Linked DNA regions of Danio rerio: region 1 is linked to region 2. The links are chromatin contacts, called in public Micro-C maps. All regions are on one chromosome and are shown on one strand. The core of a region is the stretch at or near the end of the contact, and the rest is flanking DNA. Distances in the headings are between cores, read along the strand shown. Region 1 has its middle 18 kb from the start of gda. Region 2 holds the start of LOC110439812.

Evidence for each region. Hi-C and Micro-C count contacts between places; a contact is called where the count stands out from the background.
Region 1: a Micro-C map of caudal fin shows a contact between it and region 2, with 3 times the contacts expected there. The contact joins the enhancer-like site here to the promoter of LOC110439812 in region 2. A contact is called at or near these places in 3 of 18 Hi-C or Micro-C datasets (caudal fin and embryo).

The regions. Positions count from the first base shown.
Region 1 is chr5:26,326,873-26,331,847 of GRCz12tu, forward strand. No RefSeq gene overlaps it. Among named protein-coding and RNA genes, the nearest start is that of gda, 18 kb to the right of the region's middle. Within about 2 kb of position 1,284, at least 57 of the 62 cell types and tissues checked have an H3K27ac peak or open chromatin away from gene starts, as enhancers often do. A contact at or near this core is called in caudal fin, where this site is marked.
Region 2 is chr5:26,201,731-26,206,829 of GRCz12tu, forward strand. LOC110439812 reads left to right here and starts at 1,829. Exons shown (of 20, transcript XM_073952170.1): 1 at 1,829-1,964; 2 at 2,044-2,153; 3 at 3,903-3,995; 4 at 4,073-4,195; 5 at 4,358-4,450; 6 at 4,603-4,663; 7 at 4,767-4,870; 8 at 5,022-5,099. The coding sequence starts at 2,112. kifl (kinesin family-like) reads left to right here. Exons shown (of 4, transcript NM_001423205.1): 4 at 145-350. The coding sequence ends at 176.

The DNA of each region.
Region 1 (4,975 bases), core at 34-2,533, 120 kb after region 2:
CGCAGCGGATGCCCTTACACCTGCAACCCATCTCTGGGAAACATCCATACACACTCATTTACACTCATACACTAAGGACAATTTAGCCTACCCAATTCACCTGTACCACATGTCTTTGGACTGTGGGGGAAACCAGAGCGCCCAGAGGAAACCCACGCAAACGCAGGGAGAACATGCAAACTCCACACAGAAACGCCAACTGACACAGCTGAGGCTCGAACCAGCGACCTTCTTGCTGTGAGGCGACAGCATTACCTTCTGCGCCACTGCGTCACCCCTATACATACTCATTTGTCCTATTTTCACTTTTATGGCATCATATATAGTGAAAATAACCCATAGAAAAAATCATTAAGACCAAACGGAATCCTCTGTTGGCTGTCGCTTCATTGTGGCTAATCAGTTTTGGCCAATGCAAACAATTATTTCCAACAACCAGCTGCAAGAAAACATACAATCTGCATAAGTGAAGTCATCTTTCTCTACTGTGTTGTTTTTAAATGGAGGAAAAATTTTACAAGTAACTTTTATTCAAAATCTTGGAACCTAATGGTGGTTAAAGCACCATATTAAATCGAATTTAAATGGTATTTTGCCTATTATTGTTTAATCTAAATCTTTAGGAAATATCTTTGGTAGCTAGCTACATTAAAAAGTGTGGTTTTCATGGCCATCCCACAAGCTAATCCAGCTAAAATAGTGCTTAAAATGTAGTACTTACATTTCACAATTTAATAGAAAATGAGGTGAATAACTGCAGAAAGGTCCACTTTTTGAGAAAAAAAAATGACCCCTTTCACCAGGTTGGCTATGGCCTGGTGTATGTTCACCAGTGTTTGAGCTGGCTTTTTGAAAATTAAAAGTCTTTAAGCGTATACCTTATTATTTCCTCCGCTGGTTAAGCTTTGATATCAAAAATTTTGTTTCTGTTGACGATGGCATCGTTGTTTTTATATTTTAACTAGAGGAAATGTAATTCCTGATATCGAAACAGTCACTCTTACAAGTACTACTTCAGTTCTATATATCAAGATGATTAAGAAACTGAATTGTTGACGTCACAATTTCATATTCAGGGAATGAAATCGTCAACGCGGCTTGCCATACTCCTGTGGTCTAAACCAGGAAACTCCCAGCCAGACTGATCCAGCTCTGACTGATTCAGCACTTCTGACGGCAGGAAGTGGGCGGGGCTTGTGTGGGTTTTATGACGTCACAGCCTATGACACACACACACAGACCTGCCTCATTCACATGCTGCCGCCGCGTCTGTGTGCTAAGCCCCGCCCCCTCACATGTGCTTCACTCATGCCTGTTCTGTTCCTCTCGCTCAGTCTCATTCTCTCTCCCTACTGTGAGCCTCTTTGTCTTCCTCTCTCCCGTGTTTATACACTCTCTCCGTCTGCCTGCTCTCTGACAGCTGCACTTAATGCTGTTTGCTGGATGTCTGTATTTCAAGCCCTTGGGCTAGGGGTAAAAAAACAGAGAGTTTCGCTTGTCGCAGAAAGCTGCATTTTATTTACCACATATACCACATATTTACTGCTGTAAAACAGAATCACTGCGAATAACACTGAGGAACAACACTGCAAATTAAAATAACCTAATTGTGATTTATAGTCTGTTGTTGTTTGTCATAGTGAGAATATAATATAGTTAAGATTTATATGGAAGGGTATTGGTGCCAAAATCATTACAATAAGACATTTGATCACGTTAAGCGATGTCAAGCGAAGCAGCCAACAGAATTGCAGTATTTGTATTTAAGATCGTATTTTAATGTTATTGCTTTACTTTGATATATCAATGCTAACACTCACTCTTCTTTTTTTCATTTTTTTTTCATTAAACTTTGAAGATGCCTCAGTGGTTAGCACTGTCATCTCACAGCAAGAAGCTCACTGGTTCGAGTTCTGGCTGGGTCAGTTGGCATTCCCGTGTGGAGTTTGTATGTTCTCCCCTCGTATTGGGTTTCCTCCAGTTGCTCTGGTTTCCCTCGCGGTCCAAAGACATGTGGTAAATAACAAAATTGGCTGTAATGTATGTGTGTATATGAGTGTGTATAGATGTTTCCCAGTACTGGGTTGCAGCTGAAAGGGCATCCACTGTGTAAAACATATGCTGGAAAAGTTGGCGGTTCCTTCTGCTGTGGTGACCCCGGATGAATAAAGGGACTGAGCCAAAGGAAAATTACTGAATGAAGATTTGTATGGAAGGGCATTGGTGCCAAAAATCTTTACAATAAGTATGACATTTGATCGTGTCAATATGTCAAGTGAAACAGCCAATGAAATGGCAGTATTTAAGATCGTATTTTTAAATATTATTTGTATTGCTTTTACATTAATATATCAACACTAACAATCACTTTTCTATTTGTTTGTTTTTGTTTTTCATTCAACTTTGAGGACAGCATGGTGGCTCAGTGGTTAGCACTGTCGCCTCACAGCAAGAAGGTCGCTGTTTCTAGTCCCGGCTGGTACAGTTGGTATTTCTTTTTGGAGTTTGCATGTTCTCCCCATGTTCGCATGGTTTTCCTCTGGGTTCTCAGGTTTTCCTGACAGTCCAAAGACGTGTGTGTGTGTGTGTGTGAATGTTAGTGTATAGGTGTTTCCCAGTAATGTGTTGCAGCTGGAATCCATTGTGTAAAACATATGCTGGATAAGTTGGCGGTTCACTCTGCTGTGGCGACCCCTGATAAATAAAGGAACTAAGCTGAAGGAAAATCAGTGAATTAAACTTTGACCTATGAAATATGCTTAACCATAAATCTCTCTCTATGAAATTATGAAGAACACTAACAAGGTATCATCATATTATTTACATGTCCATGTTCTGTTATTGCTTCGAATCTCTTTGTAAAGCATAATAATGTCCTAAAACTGTCCCTCATAGGGTACATTCTGTTCTGAGAAGCAGTAAACATGTTTTCTGTAAAGAAACACCTAAAATGTTGAAGGCTCGGGAATTCTGTCTGAGGTTTGCCTGTTATGACAGCATAATTTGTTTACTAAGCAGTGTGTTCAGATATTCATTTCCAAACACAAAAGACCGACCAGCCAGACAGACAAAGAGCTCAGAACGAGAATGCTGGCAATGTGGTGCTACAAACTTTAAATGACACAGATACAACATGTTATAAATAATGCTGTAACTGTTCCAAATCATTAAGAAACAAAACAACACACTAGCAGTAAATTATATAAAAAGTACCATCACGCTTAGAGACATTTTAATTGATAATGTGTCAGATATGAGAACATTGGGACAAAATGAGTCAAATATGACTCACACTCACTAAATCGATTCAGATTTTATGGTTTTGTGTCTAAATCATTAGTGTGATTCATGTAAACGAGACATCATCACTGTAAGCCAGTAGACGGAAGTCAGAGTTGTTCAGTATAAAACAGTATCTAGCGCCTCCACGTGGTTAGAAACTAATTATTACCTCTTCAACTAAACAAATCACATAGAAATACATTTTACCAAAGACTCTGTAAATATTTATTTATTTTTATTTTGATAAACAGTTAAAGCCTGTAAAAACAGACTTTTTCAAAGTTAAAATATGGCTGGGTTAGTTGGCATTTCTGTGTGGAGTTTGCATGTTTTCCTCATGTTGGCGTGGGTTTCCTCCGGGTGCTTCCGTTTCCCTCAGTCCAAAGACATGCGGTAGGTGAATTAAATAAACTAAATTGTCCATAGCGCGTGTGTGTGTGTGTGCGTGTGTGTGTGTGTGTGTGTGTGTGTGTGTGTGTGTGTGCGCGCGCGCGCGCGTATGGTTGTTTCCCAGTACTTTGTTGATGCTGGAAGGGCATCCACTGTGTAAAACATATGCTGGATTAGTTGGTGGTTTATTTCGCGGTGGCGATCTTTGATAAAGGATCTAACCAGAAGGAAAATGAACGGATGAATGAAGTTCAAATATTCCCAAGTCTCTTATTAATTATGGGACCGAATGTAATATGTAAAAAATAACAAAATAATCAGAAAAGATGATTTTAAAATTGTTTCAGATTTACTTCTTTTAGTTTTAGTTTGACTTCTTATTTATAGCTAAATGTGTATTTAAAGTCCATCTATTGTCAGATTTTAGGCGCGTTCGACTTCATGCAGCGCTGCACAGATCGATCAAAATCGGTGCAAGCGGTGCATATTGGTTAGAAATTTTGTCCGGATTGATGCTGCACCGACGCTTTGTGACTGTCACATGCAGTGGTGGAATGAGTACTGAAAAATCATACTTAAGTAAAAGTACCATTAACTTGTAGTGTAAGTAGAGTAAAAGTATCTGTTGTAAATATTACTCAAAGTATGAGTAAAAAGTAGCCCTTTCAAGAGTAGTGAGTATTACGCTGTTAAAAGCTGATGCTTTTACATGTAATTTGTGGATGAGTGTAAACGTAACATTCTGTAGTGCATTTAGTTATAGTCCATCAGGCACACAACGTCATATGACATTAATATTAGGTTCGATTTAGGTTGTGATGTCAGGTGACCACAATTCAATATCTAGCCGCATCTAAGGATAACGTTATTTTGATATCCAATAACGACATCAAATGATGTTTATATTTAGTTGATTTTAGATTGTGTTGGAAAGTAACCAAAATCCAACGTTGAGCCAACATCTTAAACCAACGTCATATTGATGTCAAATACTGACATTTTTTTTATCAGGTATGGCAATCAAAATCCAATGTCTGATAGACGTCATACTGGTAACGTCTTCACAACGTCAAGCTGTAACATCATCAGACGTTGATATTTGGTTGGTTTTATGTTGGCCGCTGGCCTGACCTTGAGTTCTGACGTCAACATGATTTTCATTTCCAGACAAAATGCAATGTCTCCACGACACTGGGGTACAACAGCATTCTATAACGTCATGTTGATGTCTTGCATCTGCTACATTACACATCAACTAAAGTTTAAAATATGATATTGTAGTGGACCTCCCCTTTATGGACAC
Region 2 (5,099 bases), core at 579-3,078:
AAAAGAACAGGATCGTTTCAACAATATCTAAACTTAGTCTGATTCATTTAAACCTTCATTTAAACTTAAACTAAATTCAACCTATAAAATGTGTTTATTAATTTACTTACATAGTTTTCTTTTTCTTTTTTTGTATCTTTTAAGCAAGCACAACTGGAACAAACGATTCAGCGTGATGTTTAAGCCAATGAAAATGTCGAGAAGGGACAATAAGTGATTGATCAAGAAGAAACAATAAGTGATTTTTGTATTTAAACAAACCCTATGTATAGCTAAACATAGCAAATGTGTTTTATCATGTACAGTCCTTTTTAAGCAGTGATAAAATGTTTTTTTCCGTGATATTGTGCAAATATTAAGATTAATAAAAAAGTAAGGATGAAACTTTTTACCTAATAAAGTTCATACAGTAATTACTTTGTGATAATCTTTCACTCAATTGAATGTTAACACCTTAAATTTAATGTAATAAAAAAACATGCAATAAAATTAAAAAACTAAAAACATTAATTTGTAAAATAAAATAACATATTAAAATCATATCATTAAAGCATGTTTAAAAAGGATAATTAATGTGTTTACAAACAATAGTGTTGTTTAATTGGTTGTACACTAAAGGTAAATTCCCAAATGGCCAACCTACAGTGTAAAAAATATAATTCAAGAGTTCATAATAGCTGATGATTGATTATAAAGTGTGTTTAGCATGCTGTCCCGGAAGAGAGCCCTGCATAAGATCCCTGAGCCCTGTGCTCCCTCTCATTTGCAAGGCAAGAGGGGAGTTTGAGCTCAGGTAGATCTCAAGAACTCCCCTGTTATTTGTAGCTAATGAACAATTAAGGATTGCTATGAATAGATAACTGCTTACTAGGAGCTTGTCTATGGTGCTGATTTGGATTAGTCAAATTGACTTAATTTGCATGTTTTGGGATGGTGGAAGGAAACCAGGGGACCCAGGGGAAACCCACATGAGCATGCAGAGAACACATAAACGCCGCACAGAAATGTCGACTGACTTGGTACTAGAATCATTGATGTTCTTACTGTGAGGCCATTCCACCCAGAAAGGAGGAGGAGTAGGGGTGGAAGGGGGTATTTTTCAAAATGAAGATGACTGTGATATGGAACTTAGGTTATTTATGGTGATCATCTGATCGGTGTATCATGAATTGGCTAATGTGGGACAAACCGTGATCAATCATAAGCACATGATCCTCTCAAAATTATTTTATAATTAAACTTCATGTGAATTAGCAGTTGTCTGTATATTGTTTTTCTTTTTTTCCTGTTTATTTATGCTTTTGAATTGCATTATGGGACTTTGATCGTTCAACCAACTACTTTTGACCTTCACAAGATAGAAAAAGTGACTTTTATTAACATTTTTAAGAGTTTAAAAGTGATTTGGGGTTGTATATTAAACTACAAAACAGTGTAATAAACTGCCATTACATTTTCTGTTCCTTCTCTATACATCATTTCTTGTGCATTATATTATTTCTAACTACTAAAATGTCAATAAAAGTCTCTTTGTTAAAAGGTAGAGTTAAATTTTCAACATCAAAAATCAACAGAGCAGAGATCAACATCCCATAATGCACAACCATAAATAAAAGGAAAACACAAAATGTGGAAACTTTTAATTTAGCAGATTTTTTTTTACAAGTAGTTAATTAACCTTATATTAAATCTAACACACTCTTATTGTTTAGCACACATCAGTGGTATGAAAAAGACCCGATTCATTCCACCATCTAGAAAAAGAGCTATTAAAAAAAAAAAAATGAAAAAAAAAATTCCTGGTTCCCAAAGAACCAGATGAGTGAAGTGTCACAGTAACTGCGTGTTAATATTTGAAGGTGCAGGTAAATGTGAGGTCTCATGGCTAAGGAAAGGTAGAGTCAAATGGAACGCATTCAGGCGCTGGATTGGAACAGACCGACCCCATGAAACAAAACGCAAAGGTAGGTTCTGCTGGTAGAGTTTCAGGATTTATAAACACAAACAGAAGTTGTTTCATTTTCATTCTATTTACCATCACAGTACCCAAGGTATCTTCAATAAGTGCAAGCAAAAGACATCCAGTAGATGAGAGTCCTGTGGATGTCAAGATGTTTATCCCATATGACTCCGCCAAGCTTTGCATAACTCAAGTATGTAGATATCACTCCTCATGCTTATGCAATATTTTTTTACTCTGGAGTAGAGTTTGGGAGTGTTCTGCATTAGTCACATGTCTGTCACTCCCTCTGTTGGCCTGGAGCCTCAGGGTGAAGTTAAATGTCTTGTCATGTGCTTTTTGGTTCTTCTGAGAGCAAGGCCTATTATGAAACAACTCAAAGCCACAATTCATACTGATTCTCTGATCAACTTTTATTTTCCCAAATATTTAATCTCCATCAAAAAGGCTTACTAGCCTAGTAATCAACACCAAAGCATACATTAAAGTGGTTGGATTTACCATATCATTTTGAATGTCATGCGCTCCAGAGGTTGCATGTTTATGGCCTCATCCCATAAGAAATATGATATTATGGTAATATATGCAAATTACATACCTATATGGCATATATACAGTTCATGTTTAGATTTCTCATATATAAAATATGTATGACCCACACAGAATCTGCACGTGCAGAAATCTGCAGATTCCACAGATTTTTAACCCCTCGTTGAGTCTATTTATTTACTTGTGTAAATGTGTGTACATTTTTATTAATTCAGTTTTTTAATTTGATTTCAGTAATATTATTGACTAAAAATGTTCATATGATTTATTTACAATACAGTTTGTAAAGTAATATTTTCGGTCTTGCAGTAGATATTATATAAGAGACTTGCTTTGTTTTTCCAAATAAGTGGTTCTAATGGGATTTGCATTGTAATCATTAAATAAAAGGTAAAAAGGTATTATTTTTTATGTCATATATCATTTTTTTATGTCATAGTTTTTAGTTAAGATACTCCCAAAATTATTCCACATAAATCCACAGATTTTTTACTAAATTCTCTACAGAAATAGCCAAAAATATTCACAGATTCTGTCTGCCCCAATTGGCCCAAAATATAAACATATATTTTTTTTTCAATCGTTGGAATTACTATGTACGTATATCTTCAGATATATTACCTCTAATATTTCTATATGTTCATATATGGCTATTTTTTCAGATTTCTGTATGGAATAAGTCATTAACTATGTGTAAACACAATAAAATTAGCTAACTAAAATTTACTGTTATTTTTTGTGAGAAACTAAACTTGATTCACTGCTTCGATAATGTCCATCATGGCGATGTTCTTACACATTCTTTGATTAAAAGTTAAAAGGACTTTCTAAAAGAAACTTTGCACCGTCATGCAACATATAGACAAATCCGTAAAAATGTGCTGAAACAGACAACAAAAAGCTGTAGCAGTAAGAAAAACGATTCTTACTGTAAAGACATGAATATATAAAATCAGACATCCTGAAACCATTTGAAATCCAATATTTCACTTTCATTTACATCCTATGCAACTACACTATAAAATATCGATATTTGTTTTCTGTCATACTTCAGTTAAACTTATTTGTTTGACTAATGCCAGTGATCACATGAAAGGTTTATTTGATTCAACAACAAAAAAATTAGGCAGCAAAAGTTTTTTTTTTTAAAACATTGTAGCAGGTTATGTGACTCCAGTGGCTGAACCTTCATTTTAAGAAGTTAGATTCATTTTTACACAAAAAATAACTGATTTTGTAGGCTTAAAAGTCTCAAAAGTGTTTTTTTTTTTTTTAATAAATTTTTTTTTAAGCATTAATAGTTAACTTCTTTGACAATTCTGGGTATGTACATGCAGAAACTGCTTCAATACTATGTATTTTGGTAAGGCTGTGAATATTACCATGCCAACAGATAACAAACGATATGATTGCCATGAAGAGCAGACATCAGGAGATGATTCAAGAACTGGAGGAGAACTTTCTCACTGCATCACGTGTTAATCAGGTGATAAACTTATTTTGAATCAGAAAGTATGCAGTGATTTTATGTAAACTTAAGTTTAATTATGTGTCTGTGTGTAGGATAAAACAGCTAATAAAATGAAGACGTTTTACCAAAATAAACTCAGTACTCTGAAGAGAGTCCTAGACATTTACCAGGAAAAGGTGGCCAGAAAAAATGCATACTGGGAAGAGAAAGTCAGGGTGAGTCATAAAGAGCTTTCTTGATTTTCCCACAATGCATTTAATCCTGGTTTCAAGCTCAGTCCTGAACCTAAAACATGATGTAATTATTAGTGTCCTGTATAGTATTACATTTGTATAATATATTGATTGTCTTGTATCATACTGTACTCCTGGAGTCAGACTCTGGAAGATCTGAATGAAAGACTTCAGATGCAACATACAATGCTTCAGGAAAGGAACCAAAATGACTTGGCTTCATGGGATAAAGAAAAGGTATCAAGTTATGGTATTAAATAAGCAACATAGCATATTGTGATATGCTACATATAGCATATATACATATATTGTGATATGCTACATATAGCATAGTGCTTTACATGATTACCTATTTAATTGGCTAAAAGCATCCATAAAAACCTTTCCAGAACAAGATGATGGAATTGTTCTCCTCTCGTTTGGATCTCCTTCACAATCACCAGGCATCAAGTAAGAGATCTAGAGGTTAATATTGTTAGATTTAAGAAGAAATTTGATTAAAAAGATATGCATTAATTATAGAGGAGGTTTGAGTAATCTCTCTCTTTACAAGCACTGCAGGAGCTGCATTTGGCCAGGGCAGAGATGGGGAAGGTCCAGGAGATGCTTGAGATCTTGCAGGAGAAGAACGAATCAGAAAAAGCATCTGAAGAACAGGTAGAAAATCTGAGAAAATTCACATTCCAGTACTGAAGAACATGTTAATTCTGAAGAGAGCTAGAAAGAAAGACATGTAGTATTTACCAATCGTTGATTTTCATGGTGAGGCATATTTGCACGTGTATTATCTGAGTAATAACCTTAACAGAACAGCACCGAGTCAAATGGCCCACTAGATGGAGCTCAAGCTCGTATGGAGATTTTGAAGGATAACCTGCAGAAGAGG